4 separate regions of the Mus musculus genome follow, and regions 1, 2 and 4 are each linked to region 3. A link is a contact called in public Hi-C and HiChIP or PLAC-seq data. All regions are on one chromosome and are shown on one strand. Each heading gives the region's core, a stretch centred on a gene start, on an enhancer-like site or on the middle of the called end of the contact. The rest is flanking DNA. Distances are from core to core; before and after follow the strand shown.

Region 1 (4,329 bases), core at 563-3,062, 120 kb after region 3:
ACCTCTGCAGAACACAGATATTTACATTCCAGTTTATAACAGTAGTAAAATTACAGTTATGAAGCAACAATGAAAACAATCTTATGGTTGGGGGTCAGCATACTATGAGAAACTGTATAAAAGGGTCACGGCTTAGGAAGGTGGAAAACCACTAGAGTTGGAGTAGAGACATCCCTCGGATGATTTATTTAGTTCCTCCCCTTTTGGCTTCTCTCTACGGCAGATTGGCTGACAGTGATTTTCATCATTCTTGGAGCCCTCCTACTCCTGCTGCTGATTGGTGTATGCTGGTGCCAGTGTTGTCCGCAGTATTGCTGCTGCTATATCCGCTGCCCCTGCTGTCCTACCCGCTGTTGCTGCCCTGAGGAAGGTGAGAGAACAGAGTGGCAGTGGGTTGGTCATGATGGTACATGTGCCCTTTACCCCAAGTATCTCAGGTTAGTTCCTGGCTCTTCTGGGATCTCCTTTATACCTTCTTCCTTTACAGGCTCAAAAGTCTTGGGCTGTACCTGTAAATGATGATCAAGAACTCTCTATATTCATAAAGAAGGTGGCCAATAACAGGGTTTCTACCTATAGAGTTCTTTTTTTAGTAAACAGATGGAGTTGGATCATTTTCTTTTCGTGTATTTGAGCAACTCTTCCTCTCCCAGGTCAGAAGTGGAATAGAAAATTCCAGCACTCTAACCATGCCTTGGTGTCTCCATCCCAAAGCTCTCTAGAGACCCCAGCCAGCAGTCATGTAATTAGTTCATGGAAGATATTCATCTTTCTTGAGGGCCCAAGGATTTTAGGAGTTATATTTCAGAAACCAGGGACAGAGACAGAGTATGTATCTTATTCTGTTATACTTTCACAACACTACTTAGAGATGGGATGAAAAGAGCAGGGCAATAGGAAAAGTATTGAAACGTTAGTTCTCAAACTGAAGCTCACACTGGGATCATGTGGAGGACTTGGTCAACATTAACTACTGCCCCCTCCCCAGCTTCTCAGCCAGTGGGTCTTGGGGAGTAGGGCCAAAGAATGTGTGCTTCTTAGACATTCCCAGGTTCTGTGAATCTAGTGGCAGGGAAAAGGAGATGGAGAAGACAATTTGGCTCTTAGTATGAGCTTTCTTTGAACTGAAATTTCATCCTTTAAAAGAAACTTTGGACCAGCAAAATAGATTAATGGGTAAAGTACTTGTTAAAACCCACATGGTAGAAAAAGAAAACTCTCTCTCTCTCTCTCTCTCTCTCTCTCTCTCTCTCACACACACACACACACACACACACACACACACAAAATACACAAGAATAAACATATAACAAGATGATAATATACCCTAAAATGTAAAGCTGCAGAGTAGATGATAAAAGCAAAAGAATTGAGGCAGTGTTCTACAAAGTTCTTTCCTGTGTAACGAGATGGGAGTCAAATCAACCGTGTAACTGGAAGTTTTCTTTTAGTGTATTGGTTTTAAGTAATATTTCCTTTTCCTGATGATGTAAAACATCATGTGGTAGAATATCTGAGAAATTAAAAAAAAAAAAAAAGACTAAGCCAAGTTCCCAGAGACAACCAGTCTTGCCATCTTGGTCCATGTGGAGAAGAAAGTTTGAAAGGAAAACATGACGATTACTTATGATGATAGACACCCAACTTAATCTATGATGTCAAGGTCAGTGGTCTGAATCTGGTTTCAGATCTGTGCTCAAAGATTGCCTGGTGTTTACAGGAAAGGAGAAATAACTTTCATTGCATGTCTGTTCTATGTGTAGCCTTTGTCTCTACTTCCCCACTGACTCCTCACCACAGTCACCAAAGGCCTATGTCATCACCACTTCACGGGCCAGGTCAGAGCAGTCCCAGAGCTCAGTAGTAGCTGTCACTTGCACAGTATTAAGCCTTTGACTTGTATCTGTGTGTCCCAAGTAGGGGCTGCCACAGCCTCTGCAGGCTAGCTGAGGTTACATAAACTCCGTGAAGAAGAGGAAATAGCGGAGGACTCACCCTGAGTCTAAGGATCTTCCTACCTCTCGGGGGCCTTCCTGGAGAAGCCACTGTCATGAGAGCAACCCCGTGTGAGATGAGAGCAATCCTCACTGGAAGATTCCTTAGAATACAGGGCAGTCCCAGCAGACAGAGCTGGGGCAAAGCTTAGCATGGATGATAGATGCATTCCGTCAGTGAGCTGAGAAGCCAAGGTTTGGTTTCTCTTTGGTGGCTGCAGTTTGCTCTTTTAATAGAACTGATGAAAATGAAGGACAGCTGTCCATAAGTTAAGATCCTTGGACCTGATCAGACAAGTTCACTTTTTAACTTTCCTGACAAGTTTGGGGAGAAGATGAATTGCAATGAAATGAATTGCTCAGGAAATGGTTACAAAGGTCTCTGAATAGGAGAAATATTCTGGTGTTGGTTTTGTTTGTGTGTGTGTGTGTTTTGTTTTGTTTTGTTTATTTTGTTTTGTTTTTGGCCAAAATACCCCCAATAATGTTTATAAGCAAAGAACCAGAAGGGAATAGCTGGAAGTTCCACTTAAGAAGTTGGGTGATCAGCTGGGCAGTGGTGGTGCACGCCTTTAATCCCAGCACTTGGGAGGCAGAAGCAGGCAGATTTCTGAGTTCGAGACCAGCCTGGTCTACAAAGTGAGTTCCAGGATAGCCAGGGCTATACAGAGAAACCCTGTCTCGAAAACCCAAAAAAAAAAAAAAAAAAAAAAAAAAAGAAGAAGAAGTTGGGTGATCACAGATGAGTGTCTTTACCCTTGGAGGCAGCATTAGTTCTCTACCAAGAAAGAGCTAGCCTTAAAAAGGAAAGAGACCAGAGTATGTAGGCAGCCTGACCTGAAGAGAGAGGTCACTACATCTAGGGGACAGTCAGTGTATGAGGGAGCCCACAGCCTGTCATGGTTTCTGCAAATCAAAGCACAGAGCTGGAGACATAGTTCAGTGGCTTTCCTGAGAACCCTGGGCTCAACCACAGTATCATAAACAAACAAATAATATGCTAGATGCAGAAGGAAGCCTTTGGAAGGATGTCACAGATCTTGAACACCACAGCCCATGTCCCCAGTCAGTTCTCACCTTCCTGAGCTGTAAGAGGAGGTTAGAGAGAACAATTAATTGGTGCTAGCTTTTAGTAGATCCAGATAATCCACCAAGTATTGGTAAACAACCCTCTTAGGACTTAAAGATGAAAGTTTTTGGAACTGAGCCTATGTTTTTTGTTTTTTTTCCTACAAGAATTAGAGAAATTTCTCTTGTCTCTGAGTTACCGGCCACTCCTCCCCCAGAGAATCTCTGTATAGCAGGAGAGAGTGAGGACTGGAGAGATTCTTCCAGTTACACAGACCTTGGTGATCTAGAACCATAGCTACTGGCTTCCTGTGCAGGCTGGTTCCTGTCCTTATCAAAGCAGAAGTAATCTACCACAAGTTCAAGGGGACCCAAGCAATGGGGAGACTAGGAAGAGGAAAGGCACGTTCAGTGGAGTGATCCCCCAGAGAAAGCCCAGCCTTAAAGTCCCATTGCTTTGCCAGGGCCAGAATGTCTGCCGCTGCTGGTGGTTTCCTGAAGCTAAAATGGCAAGAGTTCAAAGGGGGTTGGCATTCCCAAAGGCTGCTGAGGCGAAGGACAGAGAGGCCATGAGGTAAAAGGAGAGTAAAGAATAGGCCGGCTTCTGTGACAGCAGAGAGGTGGAGGTATGGAGTGGTAACCAGTCATGGGCAAGGGAAGTTGGAAAGTGTCCAGGGACCCTGGGAAAGAAGTATAGGTTTCAGAAGCAGATAAAATGTTATCATTTCTGTCCCTGGTAGAAGCCTTAAACATTATACTCCGTCTTTTCCCTCAGAGACAAAGACTCTACATCTGTGTTTCTCCTGGAGCTAAGGCGAAAGAAACAATTTATTATGATAAAAATGAGGGTCTCTACTGACTCACCTGTTGGGCATTCCATGGTGTTTGCCTCATTTAACGGCAGCAACTCTGCAAAAGATCTGTCTAGCCCGGAGTCTCTGAAAACTCCAAGTCACGCAGCTTGAGTAGCCTGGATGGTTGAAGTCCCATCTGGTCCTCAAAACCTTGGTTTAAGCAAGTCTGACCTTGGCGGCTTCATTTCTCAGAATTGTCTTGAATCTTTAAGCAGCTGGCTCTAAGCTGACAGAAGAGGCATCTGCACTCACTGTGGGATGTTGAGTTGGAATACAACTTCTGTGCTCTCAGCTTCTTCTATTCCTCACATTAAAAGACATCTCAAGGCCAGGCGTGGTGGCCCCTGCCTGTAATCTTAGTTCTCAGTGGGTGATGCAGGAAGACCCTTAAGTTTGATGCCAGCCTAGGCTAT
Region 2 (4,898 bases), core at 1,690-4,189, 120 kb before region 3:
CTACGCTGGGCTGCCTGGGTTGGATTGGATTAGATTGGATTTTATGAGTCCTAGGCATAAGACAGCTTTGCCCACCAAACCGGGCATCAAGCTAGGATGAACAAAGGACTGCCATCAGCTCTGCCCCTGACTGATAGAAGAACATAACCAAAGGTGTCTTTTTGCCCATCGCCAGGGGGTGACAGTGCAGATTTTAACTGTATTTTAACTTAAAACACTGATTGAACATTTTAAACATTAAACTATTAATTATTATTTGAACCCAGGCACAGAAACTCAAACTTTTTTTTTAGATATATTTACTTTATTATCTTATGTGTATATGTGTTTTGCCTATACGTGCATATATATATATGCACGCTACATATGCACTCAGCTCTGCAGAGATGGGAGGAGGGTGTCGGAGTTCCTGGAACTGGAGTTCCAGATGAGGTGTTTGCACTGGGGTGTTTGCACGTCCTTAAAAGCTGAGCCAACTCTCCAGCCCAGTGTGCCACCACATCTGGCTGTTGTTTTAATACAAATAGAAATCAGATATTTTAAAAAGCTTAGAAAGAAACTTGTGTCTATGTGTCTTATATTTTTTAACCAATTCTTAATCTTAGACTAATTAGAATGTTTATCCTTTATTCCCTGTTATAGCTTCTTATAGATATGTTAGTAAGAAGGAGGTGGCTTAGCTCTGGGCCTTTAGAGTTGATGACTAACTTCTTGTGCTGTCTGTCTCCTGTGGTGTATGGGATGTTGACATATAGGTAATAGTGGTCCTGATTGCCTTTATCACTTGTCCATAAGTTTCCATTTTTTATTTTTAGAGTTTCATTTCTATCTGTTTTGTTGGCAAAATCAAGAAATGAAATCTATGGGTTGCTGAGAGCAAAAATCCCCCCTCTACCAAACTGGGCTTCATCTAGAGGGAAACCGTTTCCCTTGGTTCAGAGAGTGACGTCATCCTATGCTGTGAGTTTTCTAACTGGAAATGCACTAAAGCTAGTTTACATTTGCCAAAATCTGAACTACTGCAATTAATTTTTTTCTTTCTCTCTTTCTCTCTTGTTCTTCTTATTCTTCCTCTTCTTCCTCCTCCTCCTCTTCTTCTTCTTCTTCTTCTTCTTCTTCTTCTTCTTCTTCTTCTTCTTCTTCTTCTTCTTCTTCTTCTTCTTCTGGTGGGGGAAGGACTGGTGTTAGAACTTAGATGTACTAGGCAGGCTCTCTACCACTGAACTATGTCACCAACAATACTATTAATTTTATTTACTAATTTTTTACTCTGTTGGGGATGCAATTAATTTTAGAAAGAAAACTCTGTAGAAGGAATTTAAAACTAAAATGTAAAATTTGGAATAAGAGTTTAATAAGTACCTATGAATAGTTTTAGAAACAAATTCCCTTAGCTTTTTAAAAATTTAACTTTTTAAGTTTTCATATAAGTCTATTTTATATGTTTCATATTCCACAGTTTTTTTTTCTTAAGATTTATTTTATTTTCATTTGTGTGCGTGTGTGCACATGGGTGTCTGAGAAGGCCAGAAGAGGGTGTCAGCTGCCCTGGAGCTTGAGTTACGGTGATTGTAACCTGCCAGACACTTGTGATGGGAACTAAACCCTGGTCCTCTGTAAGAGTCATAGACCTCCTAACCTCTGACCTCCTAACCTCTGACCTCCTAACCTCTGACCTCCTAACCTCTGACCTCCTAACCTCTGAGCCACTCCTCCATTCCCTTCTCTCTAGTTTTTATTGTAGAATTTCCAAACACCCAGGCAGACTATGCAACAAAGACCACTGAACCACCGTGTAGATCAAACAATTATTAATTTCTGTGATATATATTTTAGTATTTATTCAGCTCTTTCTGAAACTGTTCATCATGCATTTCTTAAGGACAAAGCCATTCTTCCACACAATCAGTTTTCTGAAACCATGAGAGAATTCACGACACTTCCTAAACTTCTTATAAAACTCTGTTTATGGGCTGGAGTGTTGGCTCAGCCATTAAGCGCACTGGCTGCTCTTTCAGAGGACACAGGTTCAATTCCCAGCACCCTCATAGCGGCTCACAACTCTCTAATTCTCTAACATGCTATCTATAACCTTCTTATAGTCTCTGAGGGCACTATATACACACACAGTGCACAGACACACATACAGGCAAAAAACCCTATACATAAATTAAAATAAAATATATAAAATCTCAAAAAAAAAACCCTTTTAAGACTGCATTTGCATTTCTAGTACAACAAGCCACATTTGGTGACACTGAGTCCCTTTAGATTCATGTCACCTAGAAATACCTTTTATTTTATTTATTTTTAAAAAAGAAAATTGACAATGCTGGAGATTAAGCCAAGGCATAACACTTGATAGTCAAGTGTGCTACCACTCTAAAATAGTCATAGCCTTAATATGTAATCTTTAAAAAATATTTAATGTGTGTGTGTGTGTGTGTGTGTGTGTGTGCACCTGAGTGCATGATGCGTACCGCATATGTGTGGTGGCCTGAGGAGGTCAGAAAAGGGCATCAAATTCCCTGCACTTAAAGATGTAGATGTGGGGACTAGGAATTAAACACACACACACACACACACACACACACACACACACACACACACACACACACACACGAGCATGTGGTCCATTCCTCTAACTCTGGCACTCAGAGGGTAGGTGATTGTATGTCTCTGTAGGTGTGTATCTCTTCTAAAGGAGGCCTGCCAGTGGCCCTTTAAACTGTGTTGGCATCTTGGATTTATCTGATTTACCTTTGCAGTGTTTAGTTTCGTGACTGCCAGTTCCCAGCAGCATGTGAGGTTTTTCAGAAGTGGCCGTGGTTTGAACCCACAGTCTTTTGGTTTGAACAAATCTTTCATGGCTCAGGAAGACTTGTGACCATACACTGTCAGATCGGGGAACCTCCTCCCACACAGTAGGAAGCCAAGACCCTGAAAGGGTAAGTGTCATGGTTTCCTGTTGTTGCTGTAGTGTGTTACCACAGACCCTGAGACCCAGACCTCACATGACCCGGAAGCATCATTTCACGTATCTGGAGATCTGCTTGATTACATCATAGTGCCGGCAGACTGGAGGCCGGCAAACCAGCCTCGTTCCTGGCTTCCGCTTTCCTTGCTCTATGGCCACTTTCACCTTCAAAGTCTCTCTAATTCTGGCTTTGGCTTCCCTGCCTCCCTCTTTTACGTGAAAGGACTCTGGAGATAACATTGGGCCCACCCAAAGAACCTAGGACACACTTCTGATCTCAGGGTTGTCTGATTAACAACCTAAATTCCACATGCAACCTCATTACTGGCCATTAACATAACAGGCTTTGCGGGCCAGGACATGGACACTATTGGGAGCCATTTTGCAGGCCACTCAGTAATTAGGAGCTCCTTACTAGGACTTTAACACGGCGGTTCTCTCAACCTTTGGGGGTCCACTGACCTGTCGCCTCAGCTCATCAGAAAACACAGGAATTTAGTTACATTACAATTTACAACAGGGGCAAAACTGCAGTTATGACGTAGCAATGAAAATAATGTTGTGATTGGGAGTCAGCACAGCATGACAGACTGTATCAAAGGGTCACAGCGTTAGGAAGGGTGAGATTCTTTAGCACACGGTACTCTCAGGTGCTTGTTTTATACTGGAATTCAGCAAAGGGTGGGAAGAGCTGAGCTCTATCCAAGGCTTAGTGAAAGAGGCATTGCAAGGATCATATGGTAACTTTAAATTTGGACATCCAGGGGGAGACATCTGAAGGACAGCAGTAATCTGTTCACCTAAAGACAGTGGATTTTAAAATATATTTATGTTTATTTCATGTGTGTGAGTATTTGCCTGCATGTATGCCTGTGAATCATGTGGGGGGGGGGGGCATAGAGGCTGGAAGAGGCAGTCAGGTCCTCTGGAAGTGGAGTTACAGATGGTTTTGAGCCACCGTGTGAATGCTGGGAACTGAACGAGGGTCTTCGGGAAGAGCAGCTATCTTTCCAGTCCATTTTTTTGAGACAGGGCTTTACCCTGTAGCCCCTACTGGTCTCGAACTTACATCATCCCCTTTCAGCCCTCTTAGTGCGGGGATTATTGTCCTCTGGGCTGCCATTTATCCCAAAGCTTCCCCTGTGACATATCCTGTTTGCAATGTAGGTTCGATGTAAACACCTCATGTCTTCTTGTTTCAAAGGTTCATGATAGAGCTTTTGTTTTTCCTTCCTCTTTTGCTGTCCCAGAGTTCAACCTGAGCTCTTGCACAAGGTAAGAGGGCATGTTTCCCACTGGACTCACACCTCCAGGGAAGGCACACCTCTAACTGAACTCACACCTCCAGGGAAAGCACACCTCCAACTGGATTCACACCTCCAGGGAGGGCACACCTCCAACTGGACTCACACTTCCAGGGAAGGCACACCTCCAACTGGACTCACACCTCCAGGGAAGGCACACCTCCAACTGGACTCACACTTCCAGGGAAGGCACACCTCCAACTGGACTCACACCTCCGGGGAAGGCACCCCTCCAACTGGACTCACACTTCCAGGGAAGGCACACCTCTAACTGAACTCACACCTCCAGGGAAAGCACACCTCCAACTGGATTCACACCTCCAGGGAGGGCACACCTCCAACTGGACTCACACTTCCAGGGAAGGCACACCTCCAACTGGATTCACACCTCCAGGGAAGGCACCCCTCCAACTGGACTCACACTTCCAGGAAGGTACCCCTCCAACTGGACTCACACTTCCAGGGAAGGCACACCTCCAACTGGACTCACACCTCCGGGGAAGGCACCCCTCCAACTGGACTCACACTTCCAGGGAAGGCACACCTCCAACTGGATTCACACCTCCAGGAAGGCACCCCTCCAACTGGACTCACACTTCCAGGAAGGTACCCCTCCA
Region 3 (4,402 bases), core at 1,040-3,539:
AAGCTAGGAGGGGCTAGCCAATAAGCAGCACTCTTCTGTGGCCTCTGCATCAGTTCCTGCCCTGACTTCCTTCAGTGATGGAGTGTAACCTGAGAGCTGCAAAGTGAAGAAACCCTTTTCACCCCATTGCTTTTGGTCACAGCAACAGAACCCTAGTTAAGTTACCTACTCTTCTTAAATGACTTTAAAAGATTCTAAAGACCAGGCCAGGCTTTCTTCTTTTTTCACCAAGATGATGCTTATAGATTTGTTTAAGATTTATGTACTTTCATTTGTATGTGTGTATGTGAGCACCACATGAAGGCAGGAGCCCATAGGGGTCAGAAGAGGGCATCGGATCCCCAGGATTGTAGTTATAGGTGGTTATGAGCTGCTATTGTGAGTACTAGAAACAAGCCCAGGTCCTCTGCAAGTGCTGTACCATTTCTCTAGCTTCCAATACAGCTGTTATCACACATGGTGCCCAGCTCTGTGCTCAGTGCTGCTGCTGGCACTGATGGTGATAGAGACAATGGCCCTCTGCTGTCTCTTGACCCAGACTTGGAAAGACATGACAACCGTTTCCAATGCTTCCTCCCAAAGAGCAAAATTATAGGTGCTTCCTTGGAGAGAATGAGAATTCTCAAGATGCACAGATCTGCCCTCTGTTTAATAATTCTTACAAAACCCCCTTCCCTGTGACTCTTGCTAACCAGAACTCTTTAAGCCCCGAGGACATTCGTGCCTGTTAATATGCATGGCCAGGCTGGACGGGGATTATTTTAACATTAAAGGTGGCATTCCTTTTCCTTCTTTTCTCTGTAATTACCTAGCAGGAGTCTTAAATATAACCCTTACACTAAGAGTCTTGGAGGCCAACAACTACATTGAAGACCGGAGAAAAAAACCCGAGTAGATCACTATGAAGTATGTGAACTCATTTGTTTGGGTCCTCCTACCCACTTTTCTCACAGTAGGACAGACTTGTTGTCTTCCCACTAAATGGACACAGCTTGACTATTCTTGATGAGGTTGGAAGGTCTGAAGCCCGGGGGCAAATATTTGAAGTGTGTGGTTAAAAGGGGGCAGGTGGACTGGTGGAAACAGCATGGAACTAGTTTGTGTAACAGTCAACACAGGGGCATAGCCTGACATGGTCTAATAATAAGCCTCAGCTGTATGCGTGGTTGGCAATGATCTGAAGAAGTCAGGCGCTATACCCTGCTCTGCTCTTGGTGTCCAATGGTTCGTACCTGATGTTAACCCCTGCCCTGGTCCTGGGCTGGATCTGTGAATGACAAAAGATCCTTTCACCTTTTGACTAAACTGAAGAGTATGGTTTCTAACTCTTTCTCCAGTCTGCCAACTCCATCAGGATTACCCAGACTTTCCAATGTCAGGTTTGAGGATTTCATCCTTCTTGCTCTGATTTCGTACAGAACGCTTTGTGGCCCCCAGTTTCCACTGCCCTCTGTTCACATCTGTTTTGAAGTCCATCCTGTCCTTTATCTGGCCGGGCATACTTAGGCACCCAGATCCACGTGTAAGGGTCGGGTGGCTTGTCCTACCTCATTAGCAGGGATTCGGATCTTGTTAGCCTAGTCGGGCCAGCTTCCTTGCTGATTTCCCTGCCCCGAGACATGGCTTCCCCACAGGCCAGTGGTTCTCAGTCTGTGGGTTGACCCTTTCACAGGGGCACCTAAGACCATAGGAAAGCACACATATCTACATTTAAATTCCCTACTACAGTAGAACAGTTACAGATGAAGTAGCAACAGAAGTAATTTTATGATGGGGGAGCAGGTCACCACAACAAGAAGAACTGTGTTAAAGGGTTGTTCTAGCATTAGGAAGGTTGAGAACCACTGCTCTAGACAATGGTCTTCTATAATCTTGCCTGATAGCCTCTGAGCTTTGGACCCTTCTCCTTTTTCTTCAGCCTAACCACTTAATTACTAAATATAAATGTGTGCTATATTCAGTAAGGACAGAGCCTCTTGTCACTTTAACAGAGAAGTCTTGGAGGTCAGGGAGGAAATGACAAAAGGAAGATAGAGAGATTCTGGAAAGGTGGCCTCAGTGGAAGGGGTAGGGAAGCCTGGAGTCCTCAGTGAGCTCATGAGTCATGTCTGGTTGAGGGGCTAAGAGACAGACCTACCTTGACACTGGTGTAGGAGGGATTGTGGGAATACTTCTGGCTTTCAAAAGGATGTTCAGACCTTCTGGGTTTCGAGTAACATGAATGAATCTGCAGTGTGGGCTGGGCTCTTCTCCTTTTATGGCACTAATTCTCATGCGCCACCCCCAGCCCCACCCTGCCGAAACAAATGATCTAACTGCTCCTTGGATAAGGCTCTTTCTGTTTCACTTTCTCTCCCCTCCTCTTACTTTCTTTTCTCCGTATTTGAACTATAGTCATCACCTTTTTTGTTGTTGTTGTTGTTCCCTAGCAGTCCTGGAGATGGAACCCAGGGCCTTGCACATGCTAGGAAACCATTCTGCTACTTAGTGACTGGACCATTACATCTTTAGGATTAACTTTGATCTCATGATGTAAGCAGGCGTTATTGACTCTGTTTTACAAACGAGGAACCAGAGTCAGAGAGATGAAGTTCACAGTCAGGTCACACGACACTGTCATATGTGGCTGAAAGGCCATGCCCTTGCTAGATTAGATGTATCCATGTCAATATTCCCTTTCTAGCTCTCCTAGATAATAGAATCATGGAAGGTCAGACATAGTAGGGTGTAAAGTGCCCTACAAAGATAAAAATGGAGTTCTGCTCCTGTCGTTCTCTGCTATCTGGTGATTACTTTGTAGTCTTTGTTTCTTAAACAGGGTGGCTGTTTCTTAAAATAGGATGGCTTTCCGGATGCTCTGCACATTTCTTCCATTTGCAATAGACTGTAGGAACAACTTAATGCTTTTTTATGCTCTCAATTCTGGCAGTTAGGAACCTCATGAATTCACAGTGTGTAATTATGGGATCGATGGTATATATACAATCAAATCATAAGAAGAGAAATCACAGCCACATTCAAGCCATCAGCATGGCTAGGGTAGAGGGCCATGTTCTAAGCCAGGATCATGTCTATTTTTCAAAGGAATGTTTTCAAAATACTAACATAATAATTTTATCATGTCACACTTGTTTATAAAAAATACTCCATTGTGTCTGTGTATATATAAATAGGGGAGATGGGGGGGTGGTTCTAGAATGAGGAATTTGGGGGCATTTTGTTTGTCCTGGAAACATCATTAGTAGACACAGTGTCTATGGTTGCCTCAACCTTACCATTCTGAATTAGACACTTCATGTATAGAGTGTACTTAAGAATACTAGAAGGTATGTCAGGTGTGAGTTCTCACGGATGCTAGTAAGAGTTTAATCAATTACTGTAATTGAAATTGTGGATAAATAGGAAACACTTTGAAAAGTGGGGACTCTTAAGTGCTGATTCGTAATATGCAAAACCTACTGATTTGGCTCTCTTTGCTGTCTTCTTCATCATTCACACCTTTTATCTTTAATGTGCTGGTCACAAGAAAATACCTTCTTAAAAATTCACAGGGAACATTCAGAAATGACTGTCTTTACAAGAAGCTGCAAAACAGTCCAGTCAGTCCCAGAAATCTTGCTGTAAATGGGTGGTTTTTCTTTTCTGTTTCACCCTTGACAAACCACACAGATCCTCCTGCATCCCTGCCTCTGGATATTTGTTTTTTATGTCTTTCCTCTTTAGACCCTGCTTCTCAATACCTGTAGTGCCTCACCTGCATCTTCTGAGAAGATAAAGCACAACTGGGACTCCCCCCTTTCGATTCCTAAAAATATATGATACCATGATACGGAAGTCTTTTTTTCTTTACTTAATATTTTACCAAAATGGAGTGCTAGATAGACGGTACAGATTTTCCTCCTGAATAGAGGGTTATCTATTCTATTATCCTGATGTTACCACTGGCTGGGGAGAGCAGAACTGGTGTGAATACTGATATGAATACTCATACCCCTGAGATGACTGCCCTGTTTGATCAGAGCAGATTTTTGGGGCTCATAAATCATATTTAGGTCATATTTAGGTGGCCCCTGGGCTGTACAAAAAAGACAGCTGGCTGTAAGCGGCATCCCTCTGTGCTCTCTGCTTTAGCTCCTGCCTCCAAGTTCCTGTGTTGAATTCCTACCTTCACTTCCCTTATGATGAACTGTAACCTGTAAGCCAAATAAACCCTTTGGTCAGGGTTTCATTATAGTCACAGAAAGCAAATGAGGATAGAAATCAAGGAGGAGTTAGTGATCAGGGCCAAGTGATACAGCAAGCAGAGGTCAGACACCAAGATGGCAGGAGAAGGGTTGGACTGTAGAATATGAAGCCCCCCCCCCCAGATCAAGAGCTTTAGGGTGGCTTCTGTACCCTACAC
Region 4 (4,836 bases), core at 1,241-3,740, 68 kb after region 3:
TTCAAGGCTGAGAGCATACAGTGAAAAGTAAAAGCCCTTACACATTTGGTGAATTTTGTGCACGTGCACATCCTGTCTACAAAAGGGATAGCACCATGCCTCCCACTTTTTCCATAAGCTAAGCACATTAGAGACTGTTCTTTAGCCGAGTTTCCCTTTTTAAAACGATTTCATAATATTCCATTACGGGTGTTTCATAGATAACCAGTCATCTATTTTTAAACAAGTGTTTCTAAGATTTCCCACATTATTAAAAAAAATAGCAAGAAAAATATCCATGTCATTAAACCTTTACTAACATCTATCATTGTGTAGTAAAAGATAAACCGGTCTTGTTAGACAGCATATATCCTTGAGGAAAGCTATGTATTTCAGCAGATTTTTTTGATCAGAAGGGGTGCATAACCATCAAGGGACAATATAGGCGTATATTCCCCTCTCCTTAGTAGCATCGGAAATTCTTGTTTGCTTTTGTTTGTTTGTTTGGTTGGTTGGTTGGGTTTTTTTGTTTGTTTGTTTGTTTGTTTTTGTTGTCTTTTTGTTTTTTTCCGAGACAGGGTTTCTCTGTATAGGCCCGGCTGTCTTGGAACTCACTTTGTAAATCAGGCTGGCCTCGAACTCAGAAATCCACCTGCCTCTGCCTCCCAAGTGTTAGGATTAAAGGCATACACCACCACGCCCGGCTACTTGCTTGCTTTTGAAACAAGAACATTTATTAACATTTTCATTTTTTAAAAAATGATAATTTACTGTTATGATTTGCATCACTTTTATCTCTAAGATTCAACATTGTTTGTTGCTATTTATTGCTTGTTACTGGCTTGGGGCATCAAAACAAAGAATATCTTAAACAAGCACCATCTAGACAGCGGCCTGTGACCCAAAGCAGCGCCAGCACAATTCAGCACTATGGCTTCTACAGCTCCGTGGAAACTCTAAGGTATGACACTTTTTCATATACATTTATTTATATGAAAATTTAAAATTATGCTCGAGAGGAAAGAAATTGTTTTAACTTGGAAATTAATCTGTAAACTTTTGAAATAAAAGCAACAAAGGGGCTTCTGAAACCAGTTGGCACTGGGTAGAAGAGAGAATCCCAAAGTGCAGGAATAAATAACAAAGGGCAGAAAAACAACTGTGCCTCGAACCGACCATGCCTCCAGCCGCCCAAGCAAAAGAAGGGCAGGCATAGCTGCTTCTAGGAATCCTGTGCCCTGAGAACCTGCCACAGCAAAGAGGACAAAAAGGATTTCACTTCCATCCTCAGGAGCCTGGGAGCCTTGCTCAGCTATTAATTAATACAATGATACTGCCTGTCCGGATACCACTGTGAAGTGTGACATTAATGAAATAATATTAGCGAAGTGCACAACATGCCAGGCATCCCACAGACACTGGGTAACTGAGTTACTCCCATTGCCTATTTGTGTCTTAGTTTGTTGTTATTGTTGCTGTTGTTTTCTTGAATACAGTCACCCCTCAGAATCTGAACAAATTCCAAAATCTTGGGTACTCACGTTCCCAGTATAAAGTGAGGTCATAATTTGCATGTACTTTAAATTATCCCTAGATTACATACAATGCATACATAATTACATATACAATGTAAATGAATAACAACAAGAGCCCTGTGCCTGTTCAGTATAGGCACAGCTATAGGCGAGCTGCATTTCTATCTTAAATGGGAAGTTGCTCACAGGTGGCCCGCTGAGTCCATGGATGTGGAACTTGTGCATTGAAAGAGCTGTCTGTGCCTTTTCTCTGCATTTTCTTTGACCTTTCTTCTTTTGCCTTCTCTATTTGACTTCTTCACTTTTATATCAAACTTTAAAAAAAAAGTGCCACCTCTCTTTTCTCATACTTATACAGATATTTAAAAACCCAATCCAGACTTAAAAATCAACGACTGTAGATATTTAATATCTGAAACACAAATCAATCACCTTTGGGGGGGGAAACTATCAGCTGCTTTCTTTTGGTACCTCAGATAAGTCTTACCCCCATGAAGGAAAAAAAAAGTCATTGTAGGAAAAAAAAGGGAAAGGAAGAAAGGAAGGGAGGGAGGGAGAGAGGGAGAGAGGGAGAGAGGGAGAGAGGGAGAGAGGGAGAGAGGGAGAGAGAGAGAGAGAGAGAGAGAGAGAGAGCTTCCTGATGTGGGAGCCAGTTACCATTTTCACATAAATAGCACCTTCCCTTCTGCGCTCTCACTTTGGGTCATTAAATAGACACATTGCACACGAGAGCTGTCTAGGGCGGCTGGCTCGAAGGACAGAAATGAGAGTGTGGTCTCCAGTCTCAGCCTCCCGCTGAGGTCATAATTCACAAGTCATACTGCAAATAGTAGAAGCGACCACTTACCATCTGGGGTCCATCGTGGGTGCTTCCGTAAGTTCTGGAACACGTCTACAGGAGTCTGGTTGTTCAAGTCCGTGCTGCCTACAGGAGCCACTCTTACGCGTCTGCTTGCTCCTCTTTCTTCCTCAGCAATGACTGTGTACCCTGGTGGTTGACTTTTTCTTAAGGGTTGTTCCTCTTTTCTTAGACTTGAGGAAGATATCTTTAACCCTTTCTTTGCTTTGTAGATTATTCGAGTTCGGTTTCAGTCTTGAGGGTTTTGTTTGTTTTTTAAACAATTCAGGGGGCAGGCAGGAGTGGGTGGGTAGGTGGAGGAACACCCGCATAGAAGCAGGGGGAGGGGGATGGGATAGGGAGTTTCTTTGGGGAGGGGGGGTGGGACAGGGGATAACATTTGAAATGTAAATAAAGAAAATAACCAATTTTTAAAAATTCAACTGTAAAAACAAAACAAATCAAAACATTCAGTGCCTTGAGTTCCAACAAGATGTTCAAAAGAAACCAAGAAGCCCAAGACAAGCAATGTTGTGAAATCAACTGACCAACTTTGTCCACTTGATAGAGCTACCATAGTCCTTAGACATAACCTGGCGAAATGGGAAGCCTTATAGGGCTGAGAAGTGCTTAGGTGACTGTTGCCTTCAGACAACTATATCAGATAAGGGGTTTAGGTATGCGGAAATTGACTTGCTAAAAGTGACTCGTACAGCAATAAAGAGGCTTCTACAAGGCAGTGCTGGAGCCCCTCCATCAGAGCTGCTCCACCCTGCTGAGGAGAAGTCTATAACATCCCTGCAGTGTCCTCCAGCAGACATAAGGGAGAACACCAGAACACCGGCAGTATCGAAACGCCATCTCTTTTCATTCAGACGAGGAAACCATCATATGTGGTTTCTGCCTTTTTCCCCCCTTTTCCTGTACACCTATTGATTTCACAACATTGCTTGTCTTGGGCGTCTTAGTTTCTTTTGAACATCCTGCCCGAACTCAAGGCACTGCATTGGTTTCTTGTTTTTTGGTTTTTTTTAATCTCAAGATTTAAACCGAACATAGCATACCAAAACACAATAAGACCAGGCACAAATCCTCATCTCGAGGCTAGACAAGACAACCCAGTAGAAGGGGAAAAGTACCGTGAGTAGACAAGAGTCAGAGACAAGTGCACTTCCACTCTATGGAGTCCCACAAAAACCCCCAGCTAAACAAGCACAGCATTTATGTAGAGCACCTAGCACAGACCCAGACAGGCTCCAGAATTGCTGCTTCACGTCTCTGTGAGCCCCCATGAGCCCTGTTTAGTAGATGCTGTGGGCTATGTCCTCCTGGTATCCTTGACTCCTCTAGCTTCTAAAATCGCCCTCTTCTAAGGGGTTCCCCAAGCTCTTGCCTAACGTTTGGGGGTGGGCCTCTGCATCTACTCCCATCAGCTGCTGGAGGAAATGTCTCACAGTGATTGGACTTGGCACCAATCTATGAGTATAGCCGATAATCATTAGGAATCATTTCGTTGACTTGTTTTGTTGTTGTCAGTCATGTTTGGCTCTATCCTAGGGCTCTGCCGCTATCTAGCTTCCGGCTTCCAGCTTCCAGCTTCCAGCCATCCAGGCATGGGATCCCTCTCCTAGCTTGGGCCTCAAGTTAGACCAGTCATTGGTTGGCCACTTTCACAGGCTCTGAGCCTTCACTGCCCCCCCCCCTGCCCCCAGCACATCTTGCAGGCAGGGCAGTTTGTTTATAGACAGCTCTGTGACTCTGTTGGTGTCCCAGTCTCACCATTGGAAATTTTGCCTGGTTACAGAAGATGGCTGGTTCAGGTTCCGTATCCTCCATTCCTGAGAATCCTTGCTCAGGTCACCCTCATAAGTTCTGGGAATTCTTCGCTGCACTAGGTTTCCATATGGCCACCTAAATGCCCCTCTGTTCCCATGTCATCTCTCACTGTACTCTCCCTCCTCCACCCAATCCCTCCTGTTCCCATGCCTACCTACAGCCAGTCCACCAGCAACATCTATTCTATTTCCTCTTCCTAGGGAAACCCGTGTATGCCCCAGAGCCCTCCTTGTCACTTAGCCTCTCTGGGTCTATGGCTCATAGTGTGAATATCCTTTACTTAACAGCTAATATACACTTACAAGTAACTATATACCGTGTTTGTCTTTCTGGGTCTTGCCTCGCTCAGGAATTTTTTTTCTAGTTCCATTCATTTATCTGCAAATTTTATAATATCATTTTTTGCTAACAGCTGAGTAATACTCCATTTTGTAAATGTACCACTTTTCTTTGTCCATTCTTCAGTTGAGGGACATCTAGGCTATTTGCAGTTTGTGGATATTAGGAATAAAGCCACTATGAACATAGTTGGAGCATCTTCGAGGTATATGAGGTATACGCCCAAGGATGGTAGAGCTGGGTCTTGAAGTAGATTGATTCCCAATTTTCTGAGAAACCACCATATTGATTTCCATAGTGGCTGTACAA

Evidence for each region. HiChIP or PLAC-seq counts read pairs in DNA pulled down with a chosen protein or histone mark. A called contact is a pair of places that touch in the nucleus more often than the background predicts.
Region 1: a Hi-C map of bone marrow-derived macrophages shows a contact between it and region 3, with 58 read pairs. The contact joins two enhancer-like sites. A contact is called at or near these places in 1 of 15 datasets of contacts at CTCF or cohesin (CD8 T cells), 4 of 484 Hi-C or Micro-C datasets (CD4 T cells, bone marrow-derived macrophages and nephron progenitors), 9 of 115 datasets of contacts at active chromatin or transcription factors (CD8 T cells, bone marrow-derived dendritic cells, bone marrow-derived macrophages and 2 more) and 2 of 9 other capture datasets (adipose tissue and liver).
Region 2: a BATF HiChIP or PLAC-seq map of CD8 T cells shows a contact between it and region 3, with 8 read pairs. The contact joins two enhancer-like sites. A contact is called at or near these places in 10 of 484 Hi-C or Micro-C datasets (B cells, CD8 T cells, LSK cells and 5 more), 7 of 115 datasets of contacts at active chromatin or transcription factors (CD8 T cells, Th17 cells, bone marrow-derived dendritic cells and 3 more) and 3 of 9 other capture datasets (embryonic stem cells, liver and pancreatic islet).
Region 4: a contact with region 3 is called in a CTCF HiChIP or PLAC-seq map of CD8 T cells, with 7 read pairs. The contact joins the promoter of Cd86 here to the enhancer-like site in region 3. A contact is called at or near these places in 2 of 39 promoter capture datasets (macrophages and stem cell-derived epiblast-like cells), 1 of 15 datasets of contacts at CTCF or cohesin (CD8 T cells), 5 of 484 Hi-C or Micro-C datasets (CD4 T cells, bone marrow-derived macrophages, myeloid progenitors and 2 more), 5 of 115 datasets of contacts at active chromatin or transcription factors (CD8 T cells, bone marrow-derived macrophages, effector CD8 T cells and 2 more) and 5 of 9 other capture datasets (adipose tissue, bone marrow-derived macrophages, liver and 2 more).

Annotation. Positions count from the first base shown.
Region 1 is chr16:36,715,884-36,720,212 of GRCm38.p6, forward strand. Ildr1 (immunoglobulin-like domain containing receptor 1) reads left to right here. Exons shown (of 8, transcript NM_001285788.1): 5 at 224-370. Among named protein-coding and RNA genes, the nearest start is that of Ildr1, 24 kb to the left of the region's middle. Within about 2 kb of position 1,813, at least 36 of the 459 cell types and tissues checked have an H3K27ac peak or open chromatin away from gene starts, as enhancers often do. A contact at or near this core is called in bone marrow-derived macrophages, where this site is marked.
Region 2 is chr16:36,474,117-36,479,014 of GRCm38.p6, forward strand. No RefSeq gene overlaps it. Among named protein-coding and RNA genes, the nearest start is that of Stfa3, 21 kb to the left of the region's middle. Within about 2 kb of position 2,940, at least 82 of the 459 cell types and tissues checked have an H3K27ac peak or open chromatin away from gene starts, as enhancers often do. A contact at or near this core is called in CD8 T cells, Th1 cells, bone marrow-derived macrophages and 2 more, where this site is marked.
Region 3 is chr16:36,596,137-36,600,538 of GRCm38.p6, forward strand. It overlaps a transcript of Cd86 not described here. Among named protein-coding and RNA genes, the nearest start is that of Casr, 36 kb to the left of the region's middle. Within about 2 kb of position 2,290, at least 43 of the 459 cell types and tissues checked have an H3K27ac peak or open chromatin away from gene starts, as enhancers often do. A contact at or near this core is called in CD8 T cells, Th1 cells, bone marrow-derived macrophages and 5 more, where this site is marked.
Region 4 is chr16:36,663,587-36,668,422 of GRCm38.p6, forward strand. Cd86 (CD86 antigen) reads right to left here and starts at 2,491. Exons shown (of 8, transcript NM_019388.3): 1 at 2,362-2,491. The coding sequence starts at 2,375.